Linked DNA regions of Mus musculus: region 2 is linked to region 1. The links are chromatin contacts, called in public Hi-C maps. All regions are on one chromosome and are shown on one strand. The core of a region is the stretch at or near the end of the contact, and the rest is flanking DNA. Distances in the headings are between cores, read along the strand shown.

Region 1 (4,962 bases), core at 875-3,374:
ACCGGATCACGCTACAAGTGAAGTCAGGGTAGCCCAGGACTTCCCCGTCTCTGTGTTCTATCTTAGAAGTGAATGTACAGAACTTGGCGGCTTGTTCTGCATCCTGTGTTCATCTTTTCAGTGCACTGCTTCCTAAGTGCTCTTAACTGACAGTGTATGTGTCCATGCTGGGAGCTCACTGCAAGTGGCAGCTAGCTGTCACTATGGGAAGAGCTATGGGAAACCACAGCAGTGTGGTCACCTGATATAGAGTGTTAGTTGGCAGATCACATCTGTTGGTATATCTTAGAACTTTAGCTTAAGAAAGCCCTCGCCCATGGAAAAGGATCCTGGAGCTCTGAAGTTATCTACCAAGCTTTGCTGTACCTGGTCTTGCTCCAAATAGCAGAAAAGCTGAGAAATGTTGGGTTGTTTGTTTGTTTTATAGGACAAGGGCTAAGTGAAAAGTTTGCTATGGTGAACAAAGCCAGGTGGAGAAAAGGTAGAAACCATTCTCTTTCATAACACTAGCTTCCATATCAGGTATTTGTACAAGTGTGTCTAAAGTAAACCTTTTTTAGCTTTGACTTTTAAACAAATCCTAGCACCATGGGACCAGCATGACAGGTCAGTGGGTTAGGGCTGACACCAAGCTTGAGGACCTGAGTGCCGTCTCTAGGATCCATATGGTGGAAGGACAGAACCAGCTCTCACAAGTCTTCTGCCTGCCACACATGTGCTATGTATAAGGCACACTCGTGTGTGTGTGTGCATACACATGGTTACATTAGACAAGTAATACAAATGAAAAGAATAGCAACAAAGCTTTAGTGTGCAGAATTGAGACAGAATCTCATCCACACTTCCCCAGCTGTTCCCATACAGCAGGCCAGGAGTCCAGAGGTTAGCACAGGGCTTGAAAGACTGTAGTGTAGATAGTTGTGATGCTGTTCCCATAGGGTATCTGTCATAAGTTAAGTGTACAGAAAGATGATTTACATACATGTGTTGATGACCTTGTATAAAGTAAGGTCTCTTGATGTGATGTCATGTAGTCCTAAGCATTCATGGCCTGTATTCTGTGCAGGGCATGTGCACCAGGATAGCTATAAACATAGCCCAATTGTCAAATCATGAACTTACTTTAAATGTTATGCTTTCTGTTGCAGACTTTTTTGTGGGAGGGGTTGTATGGTTCTTGAGTGTGGACTTGCAAGGTGACAATGTCTTGTTTTGACGAGTGGTTGGTTACACCTTCGAGCATTACTTAGGAAGGGTATTATGCTGTGTGAAAGTGTTATCCAAGGATGCTATGGGATCTTCCACAAGGACCAGAACTCCTATTCCAGAATGTTTCTGGGACTGGATCCAAGGAGAGCGGGGTTAGGCAAGGCTTCTCAAGGATCCTTTGACGTCAGTATCCTGCCTACTTGCCTTGTTGGTAACAGTGTGATGAAGGCAGCCGTGTCCCCTGCACAGAACTCACTGGCCTCTGTCCTTGTTAGTTTGCAGAGAGCTGGATGGGCTACTCGGCTCCTGGCTATGGCATCCTCAGCTTGGCGGTCTCGGAAAAGTTTCTCTGGTGCCTGGACTACAAAGGTGGCCTGTTCTGCAGTCCCCTGCCTGGTGCAGGGCTGCGCTGGCAGAGGTTTGAAGATGCTGTCCAGCAGATGGCAGTCTCTCCCTCAGGTTTGCCTCCCAGCTCCTACTTCCCAACCCCCAACACAGCTCCCAGCTCCTAGGGCAGCTCTCCTTTGGCAACAGCAGTGTCAACAGATTGACCTTCCTGCCAGCTTAGCTGGGTACTGTTAAAGATCATGAATGCTTCCTTTGACACTGGTTAGGGTGATGGGTGTTCGGCATACTTGCTTGATTTTTTTGGTTTTTTATTTTATTAATTACAGAAATAACACAAGGAACATATTTTTGTAAGCTATACAAATAATTTGAGTTTTGAGGTTTTTTTTTTATTTTCTCCCCATGTTGGAACATTAAATCCTCATAAAAATAACATATTTCGGTTTGTCAGTGTTGCTCTAAAACAACTGAAGTAGTGAGGCCAGGCCAGGCCTGTAGGTGTGTGCTGGATGTTCCCTGACTGCAGTCGCAAAGGCCTCACACTTTTGTGCATTGTTTCGCATTTTAGTGAACCCAGGAGACTTATTTTGAATACAGTCTGTTAGGCTGAGATAACTCCCTCATCTATGGAGACTCGTGTACTTGTGGTTTTCTTTATTTCTGTTTGTTTTGGTTTTAGACATGGCTGTATAGCACAAGCTGACCTTGAATTCACTGTGGAGTTCTGGCTGGCCTCAGACTGGGTCCTCCTGCCTCAGCCTCCCAAGAGCTGGGCTTATAGGCATAACCCCACTATACTTCATTCGCATTTTCCTAATGCTAGATATGTGCTTATCTCTTTTGAAGCAGTGGGCATCGTGGAGGAGAAACAAAAGAAAGGGCATTCTTGTTAAAGTATTAGTTTATTAGTTGTTTGCTCACTTTCTTTCAGTTTGCTTGACACTTATTTTCCCCTGGAGACTGGGTGAGATAATAGCCCACTCCATTAGCTGGTGTTGTATAATTGTATATCTTCATTTTTTTCCTGTTTCTGTCACATACTTTTAAGCCCATCCTTCTAGCCATTTAGAAGTGTTGATTCTCTGCTGATTGTATTAATTACTTTTTATTTTTCCAACTATTCCTTGGCTGCTGTGGTTGGAGCTGTCTGTCTGTCTGTCTCTGTGAGATCATCTTTCTCAGCTGAGACCCACACATCTTTGGATGCCTCGGGCCCTGTGGTGTTGCAGGGCAGGGCTAGGGGAGAAGCTTGTACATGACTTCTCGGAGGCCTCCGGTAGCTCAGTGCATTCATTCTTTGGTATCCTCTCCTGGCCTAATGCCTTAGCCTCCACTCACAGTGCCTCTGGCCTGCTGCCCACCTTCCTCATTTCCTTTATCCATTCCTCAGAATTTTAAATGAAAACATGACTCACATACACATAAGTGATCCAAAAAAGGCCCTTCCCAAGGTCCCCAAAGTTAGTTTTGGGCACTAATTGTGCCTTATGTGTCAGTAGGCACGTACCTAATGAAATGTCAGCTCTCTCTCCCGACATGAGTGAGTGACTGCCTTGTGCCCACCCTGTGCTATGTGGTGCATCCCCTCTTACATCTAGCCTTTAGATCAGTTCTAAAAGGTGGAAATGACCCACCTTTCAGTTGAGAAAAGTGAGACTTAGATACATTCATATGTTGACAACATAGAGCTGGTGGGTTTAAACTCTGGCATGGTGGGCTCTTCCTGAGGTGGAAGCAACAAGATGTATTATAGAAAGCTGCCCCTCTCAGGGCTGAGAATGGAGTGTTTGTGTAGGGGAATCTCATGTTTGTTGAACAGTGAGTAGAGTTTTTTTCTCCTAGGGGCTCTTCTCTGGAAGATTGAACAGAAATCTAACCGTGCTTTTGCTTGTGGCAAAGTCACCATCAAGGGGAAGCGGCACTGGTACGAGGCTCTGCCCCAGGCTGTGTTTGTGGCCCTGAGTGATGACACAGCCTGGATCATCAGGACCAACGGAGATCTGTACCTTCAGACAGGTAGTCGAAGGCCATGTACATTGTCCTTGTCACTTGCTGAATCTGCAGCTAGACACATTCTGAGAGCAGTCACAGGATGCAGAGACCGAAAACCAAGTTAAGTGAGAACATTTCTAGAAGCACTGTTTCCCATGGAAGAGCAGTTGCCCCTGACACAGACTGGTCTGGGCAGGGATGAATAGGTGACTGAGTGCAGGGTAGGATGCCTCATGGGGCAGAGCCGGCCGTTCCTGCCGCTGCCCATACCCTGTGCATACCCTGGAGTATCCAGGCTGAAGAGGAAAGCAGGAGCAGTCATGACTTGACAGACATCTCCCTCTTTTCTCAGCTAGGTCACAGCCCAGCACCTGGACACATACTTACATGTGGATTGGGGGAAACAACAAGAAGTAACTTGCTGTAAATAGCAATTGACTTGTCCTAGGAAACTGCCCTTAGGGAAACCTTTAGCTGCTAGACCTGGCACAGTGGGACTCGTTTATTAAAAATACACTGTAATGAGTCAGTGTCTGTGTGCTGTCAGCAGGGGGAACTGTGTGCTGTCAGGGGGAAATGGCCTTGGGAGCAGGGGGCTCTGTCTGTGCTGTCAAGGGGCCATATGGATTTACATGAATATTGATCTAGTCATTTAATACTGATTCTGAGAACATGGCTTCATCTTTGGAGTGAGCTATCAGCCGGGAATGGTTCTCCACCTGGCTCTGTCTCAGTGTGGAGGTCATCACCTGGTCATCAGCACTGCCAACTTCATGGACATGTGTGGGGCTCTAGCCTTCAGCTTAGTTAATTCTCGTGTATTTCAGTGGAAGTTGGATGCTCTGATACACACATGCATATCTAGCTTCTAGGACATTTGACTTTGGTCATGGTAGGAAAGGGGGGATACTACACGTAAGGAAGGAGCAGGTGACCTCCAACCATGCTGTCAGAGCAGTGTCCACATCATCCTTACTCTTCCTGTCCTACTGAATTGGAATCAGTGGTTGGCACCGATTTGCAGAAGTCCTGTGGGCAAGTCCTCATAGTTGCAAACTCTGCTGGTACTCCTGTGATTATACTACTAGGACGTACTTGCTGGCCAAAGCAATAGAACATGGATTTACATATTATCTGTCCAGCCTGCTCCCTCAGTAGTTGCCTTTGATGTCATTTAGAAACATGACACACATTACTGACAGGCCACAAAGAGGTGAGGGGAGCTCCCTGGAGCTGTGACTCTGCATAAGCCTTGCAGTATGATAAGTCTGGGGTTTTACCTGAGCAGTTGTACATGAAAAGGTATCTATTATGAAAGACCACAGATAGCAAAAGTACCAAAAAAAGAAAACCACAGATCAAAAGAGTGTGACAAGCTTCAACTGAGTCTGCGGGGCTCTTCCTCTCTCACTA
Region 2 (5,117 bases), core at 1,053-3,552, 300 kb after region 1:
CTGAGGGCAAAAACAATTGCCTTTCATCTTGTGGGCACACGCAGACATGACTGCTGGTCTGGTTATACCTCATCTGCTGTAAGTGCTACTGCTAGGACAAGAGATGGTCGGTCTATAACAGTATGCTGGGAGTATGGTCAGTGAGCTAAACAGAAGATAAAGCTGACCAAACATGCCTGCTGCTAGGGCTGAAGAGATGGCTCAGTGGTTAAGAGCCTACAGTTCTTGCAGAGGACCCAAGTTTGACACCAGCTCTAGAGGATATGTTGCCTTTTGCTTCCAAGGGTGTCTGCATTAATGTGTGTCTCCACATGTAGATCACACACACACAATTAAAAACAAAATAAATCTTAAAAACAATAGATACTGCTTTGGCCAAATTGTTACAATGAAGTTCTGGCACAGAAAAATACTCTGGGGCTGGAGAGATGGCTCAGTGGTTAAGAGCACTGCCTGCTCTTCCAAAGGTCCTGAGTTCAGTTCCCAGCAACCACATGGTAGTTCACAATCATCTGTAATAGGATCTGATACCCTCTTCTGGTGTATCTGAAGATAGCTACAGTGTACTCATATAAATAAATTTTAAAAAATGAAAGAAAAATATTCTGTGTATTTTAAAGAATCTTGTAACACAATTTACTAAGTACATTTTTCAGGAATATTCTGAATGGCAGTGTTAACGGTAGGATCTGGTTAAAGTAAAAAGAAGGTGGTCACTTGGTCATGTTTCTTATTCCATGGCAGACTAAGGCTGGGAAGGGTCCTGGTGCCCCATTTAAACACCAAAAGTACAGACCTCGGCACGGGTGCTTCTCTCAGCCATGTATGTTGGGCCTTTTCAAGGGTTCAGGGGTTGACTGACAGTTCTCATTACCTTTTTCCGGGCAGAATTTCAGTTTCCTAAGATGGAGTCAAGCAAAAAGATGGATGCTGCTGGCACACTGCAGCCTAACCCACCCCTAAAGCTGCAGCCTGATCGCGGCGCAGGGTCCGTGCTCGTGCCGGAGCAAGGAGGCTACAAGGAGAAGTTTGTGAAGACGGTGGAAGACAAGTACAAGTGCGAGAAGTGCCGCCTGGTGCTGTGCAACCCGAAGCAGACGGAGTGTGGCCACCGGTTCTGCGAGAGCTGCATGGCCGCCCTGCTGAGGTGGGTGCCCTCCAGGGCTCAACCCCCACTCACCTGCTTCTTCCAAGACCTCCAGCGTGGGGGGCCTTTAGAGCAACTCAGGCACATCTCATGCTTGAGTGCCTGAGACCTCCATACCTTGCCCTGCCTGCCTCACATCCCACTTGCCCAGGCCTCTCCGCCCACAAAGCTTCTGTGCCTCCCATCTGCCTTGCTGTACTCTGTGCAAGAAGCTTATGTTTTATGGTGGTCATGTCAAATGATCCTAAGTCCTTAAAATTGAAGAGTGCCCTGGGCCAGGAGAGAGGAAGGTCAGGGTCACATGCAGAACAGAGCATGTGGCAAGGCTGCATGCTTGCCTGGGGGATCCACAGAGATCTGGGGTACCAAGACTCTAGAAGCTCATGAGTCTAGTAATTGCTATGGTAAAGTCACAAGGGCAAGTTGGGATTTGGAGGACAGAGTTGAGTCAGCTGGGAAGAGCATCATCGTGCAGCTTTTTATATTTGCCAGGCACTGTGCTTGACACTCAGACCACTGCAAGACACACTGTGCCGTCAGTGCCCTCAGGACACATTAGCTTCAGAAGGCCACAGAGTTTTTCTCATCTGGTCACTCACACCTGGGTGCCTGAGACCGAGGCCGAGCCCAGTAGCCAGGCTCCTGTGCGTCCCACACCCTCAGCACATCCATTCACGTGTCCCACACAGGCCACTTGGTTTTGCTGAGAGTGAAAGGACCCAGGTTGAAATTGCTGATGACACAATAGGTTCAGCACCCAATTTGCATGGAAGAGGACCTGGAAACCACCTGGGCTCAGGAGAGGCCTGTAGTGGGGTTTCCTGGAGGATAGATGCAGCTCCCCTGTGCAGGTGAGTTTGTAGATAGCCCAAGACCAGAGCATCAGAAGGACTTCAGTATTTGTGGGTGCACCTTCCAGAGGCTCCCCTCCGAGAACCACTGTGGCACCAAATGTCACTCTCGTGGTCATTAACTCATAGTCATTAAGTCTTCCCAATGGGACTGAGCTACTGAATGTAGTCGCATGTTTTAAAGTTCAGTGCTTTTTCTCCTGTGGATTACTATTTAAACTCAGTTTTCAACAGCCCTGGAGCCCTGCCTGTTGCTGCAAGCTCGAGCAGGCCTGACTACAAAGGAAAGCATTCTGTGCTGTGAGCCTGGGGGAGGGGCTGACTCCTGCTCTGACATACTTACTCTGCTTCCTTCAGCTCCTCCAGTCCAAAATGCACAGCGTGCCAAGAAAGCATCATCAAAGACAAGGTATGCTTACCCATTTCCTTCCTTCAGACAGAGGCTTGCTCTATAGTTCAGGGATCCCCAAACATAATGGACCTTCTTGCCCAGCCTCTGAGTGCAGGGGCACCACCCTTCTGGGCTTTTTAGATGGCTGACACATTTCACATAGCTTACGTTTGATGCTGTGTAAATCAGTTTATTTTTCTACTTGATTTATCATTGGGAGGAGGTGCATGCGTGCGTAGTGTTCACATGGATATCAGAGTACAACCTTGAGGAGTTCTGTCCTTCTTCCCTTAAGTGGGGTCTAGGGATCAAATGCAGGTTGCCAGGTTTGCACGGAAAGTGCTTTACCCTCCGGGCCACCTTGGTTTCCCATAGCTTTTGTACAATGCATTGAAGTTCAGTTTTGTTTTACTTTTAAAAATTAAGCTGGGTATGGTGTTGTACACCTTTAATCCCAGTACTCAGGAGGCAGAGGCAGGTGGATCTCTGGGAATTGGAGGCCAGCCTGGTCCTCATAGCAAGATCCAGGACGGCCAGGGCTATATAATTGAGACCTTTTCTCAAAAACAGTTATTACTTCCGTGGGGAGGTGAGGGTGGGAGTCTAGGTCAGGCTAGCCTTGAACTCACTTAGTAACGGAGGTCCTTCCTTCTCCGTCTCCCAAGGCCCAGGATCGCAGGTGTGCGCTCCCACATCTAGTTTCCGCAGTGCTGAGGGTCTTTCTCAGGGCTTCGGTGTGCTAGGTAAGCACACCACTAACTGACATACATCTCCAGTCCCTCGGGGTTGGTTGGTTTGCTTGAGATAGAGTTTTACTGTGCAGCTCTGGCTGGCCTTGAAATCCCAGAGATCTCTGCCTCCACACGTAGCAAGTCCCTTGGTTTTCCCCCCTTTGTTTTGATTTTTGAGATTAGAGTTTCCTATGTTGCCCAGGCTGGCCTGAAGCTCACGGCAGCCCTCCGCCTCAGCTCCTAGGATTGCAGCATGTTCCAGAACACTGACTTGCAGTTTTGTCAGTGGTGCAGCAGGCTCCACGGCCCAGCACGTGCTGTGTGAGCACCCGGGCAGACTGGGTGTGGAGGAGGAGCCAAACACAGCTTCAGCTGTGCCTCCTGCAAGGCGCACTGGCCTCTACTGTCCTCTAGCCTTAACAGTCTCAGTCTGACCTGTTCATGCCGTGGGAAGTCCTATTCGGAGTCTGTCCGGAGCTGTGAGAAGTGCTGAGGTGCCTGTTGTGGCAGAATCGCTGCCATCTTGTAGTTTTCTGTCTCATACAGCTTATACTCAACTTGGAGACACTAGCTTTTACCTCAGACATGCCAGTGGGAGGCTGTTTAAATGTGTTCTTGCTCCCCCTTACCAGTGTCTTGAAGTGTGTAAGCAATGAATGAGATCAGCTGCTGTGTGCCCACATGGCTGTCAGCATTGGCAAACTTAGAGTGGGGACCACTGAGGGGACCCTACCTTTTTCCAGAAGAACCTGATCCCTCCCCTTTTCTCTGGCACACGGCCACTCACAGACTGCTAAGCCCTTCCAGGTACATTTGTAGCTTGAAACAGCTCATTCTCAAGGACTTAAATATCAATAAAAATGCGTGTGATTCCAATATTTTGATTAATGAACCTAACAATTTTTAAGTGTAAGCTATTAAATTCCACACTAAGAATCTTGCTCTGGGGTTTCCTGTCAAAAGTATTTTCAAGTGCTGGACTTGCTGGTCAGGGCAGCCCAGGTGAGGCTGCTGGCCACAGGCCCTGACCCCTGGGCGCTAGGAAGAATGACCTCTGATGGAACTTGTTCTGGGTAGGAGCGGGGAGTCAGCCAGCCCTCAAGCTTTGTCTTATCAAACTGCTGCCGAAGACCTCAGTCACTTGTCACAAGAAGTAGGTCACAGCCTTTTCTTATTTATTTATTTTTTTATTATATGTAAGTGCACTGTAGCTGTCTTCCAGAAGAGGGAGTCAGGTCTCATTACGGATGGTTGTGAGCCACCATGTGGTTTGCTGGGATTTGAACTCTGGACCTTCGGAAGAACAGTTGGGTGCTCTTACCCACTGAGCCATCTCACCAGCCCCTAGCCTTTTCTTAAATGGCAGTGTGCCTTCCTTGTTCTCATGAATTGACAAGTGTGACGGAGAGAAAGAAGGTAAAGCTACAAGCTCAGGTACCTTTTAAAGTATCTCGGGCTCATTCCAGGCTGTCCTCAAACTCAGACTCACAGTCATTCTTCTGCCTTTGCTTTCTGAGCGCTGGGTCTAAAGGCAAATACTATGATACCAGCTTCCATCTTAAGTTTGAAACAGGGTCTGTCACTGACCCTGGGGCTTGCTGATTGGATAGACTAGCTGCCAGTAAGCTGCAGACCCTCCCACCCCCAGGGATTACAGGTGCATACCATCCCCCCAGGGGTTACAGGTGCAACCCCCCCCCCAGGGGTTACAGGTGCAACCCCCCCCCCCCAGGGATTACAGGTGCATACCACCACCCGTGACTTGTATGTAGGCGGCAGCACCAAAGCTCAGATCTTCATGCTTGCATAGCACGCACTTTACTGACTGAGGAGTCTCTGTTTTTAAAGCTTATCAGCCATTTGTTCTGTCTCTGCCTGGACATTTAGGAAGGACTAAGTTTTGATAGGTGGGAGTATCTCAAAAATGCCCGAGGACTAAGAGGCCATAGGCCGTTGTTAGAGACAGATTGCTTGTTTTCTAAGGGGAAATAAAATTA

The links. A called contact is a pair of places that touch in the nucleus more often than the background predicts.
Region 2: a contact with region 1 is called in a Hi-C map of cerebral cortex, with 2.1 times the contacts expected there. The contact joins two enhancer-like sites. A contact is called at or near these places in 16 of 484 Hi-C or Micro-C datasets (the G1E-ER4 cell line, the HPC-7 cell line, bone marrow-derived macrophages and 13 more), 1 of 115 datasets of contacts at active chromatin or transcription factors (embryonic stem cells) and 1 of 9 other capture datasets (embryonic stem cells).

Annotation. Positions count from the first base shown.
Region 1 is chr12:110,934,792-110,939,753 of GRCm38.p6, forward strand. Tecpr2 (tectonin beta-propeller repeat containing 2) reads left to right here. Exons shown (of 20, transcript NM_001289510.1): 10 at 1,485-1,668; 11 at 3,400-3,573. Among named protein-coding and RNA genes, the nearest start is that of Ankrd9, 42 kb to the right of the region's middle. Within about 2 kb of position 2,125, at least 56 of the 459 cell types and tissues checked have an H3K27ac peak or open chromatin away from gene starts, as enhancers often do. A contact at or near this core is called in cerebral cortex and neural progenitor cells, where this site is marked.
Region 2 is chr12:111,236,674-111,241,790 of GRCm38.p6, forward strand. Traf3 (TNF receptor-associated factor 3) reads left to right here. Exons shown (of 12, transcript NM_011632.3): 3 at 889-1,147; 4 at 2,356-2,407. The coding sequence starts at 906. Among named protein-coding and RNA genes, the nearest start is that of Amn, 32 kb to the right of the region's middle. Within about 2 kb of position 2,303, at least 57 of the 459 cell types and tissues checked have an H3K27ac peak or open chromatin away from gene starts, as enhancers often do. A contact at or near this core is called in cerebral cortex and neural progenitor cells, where this site is marked.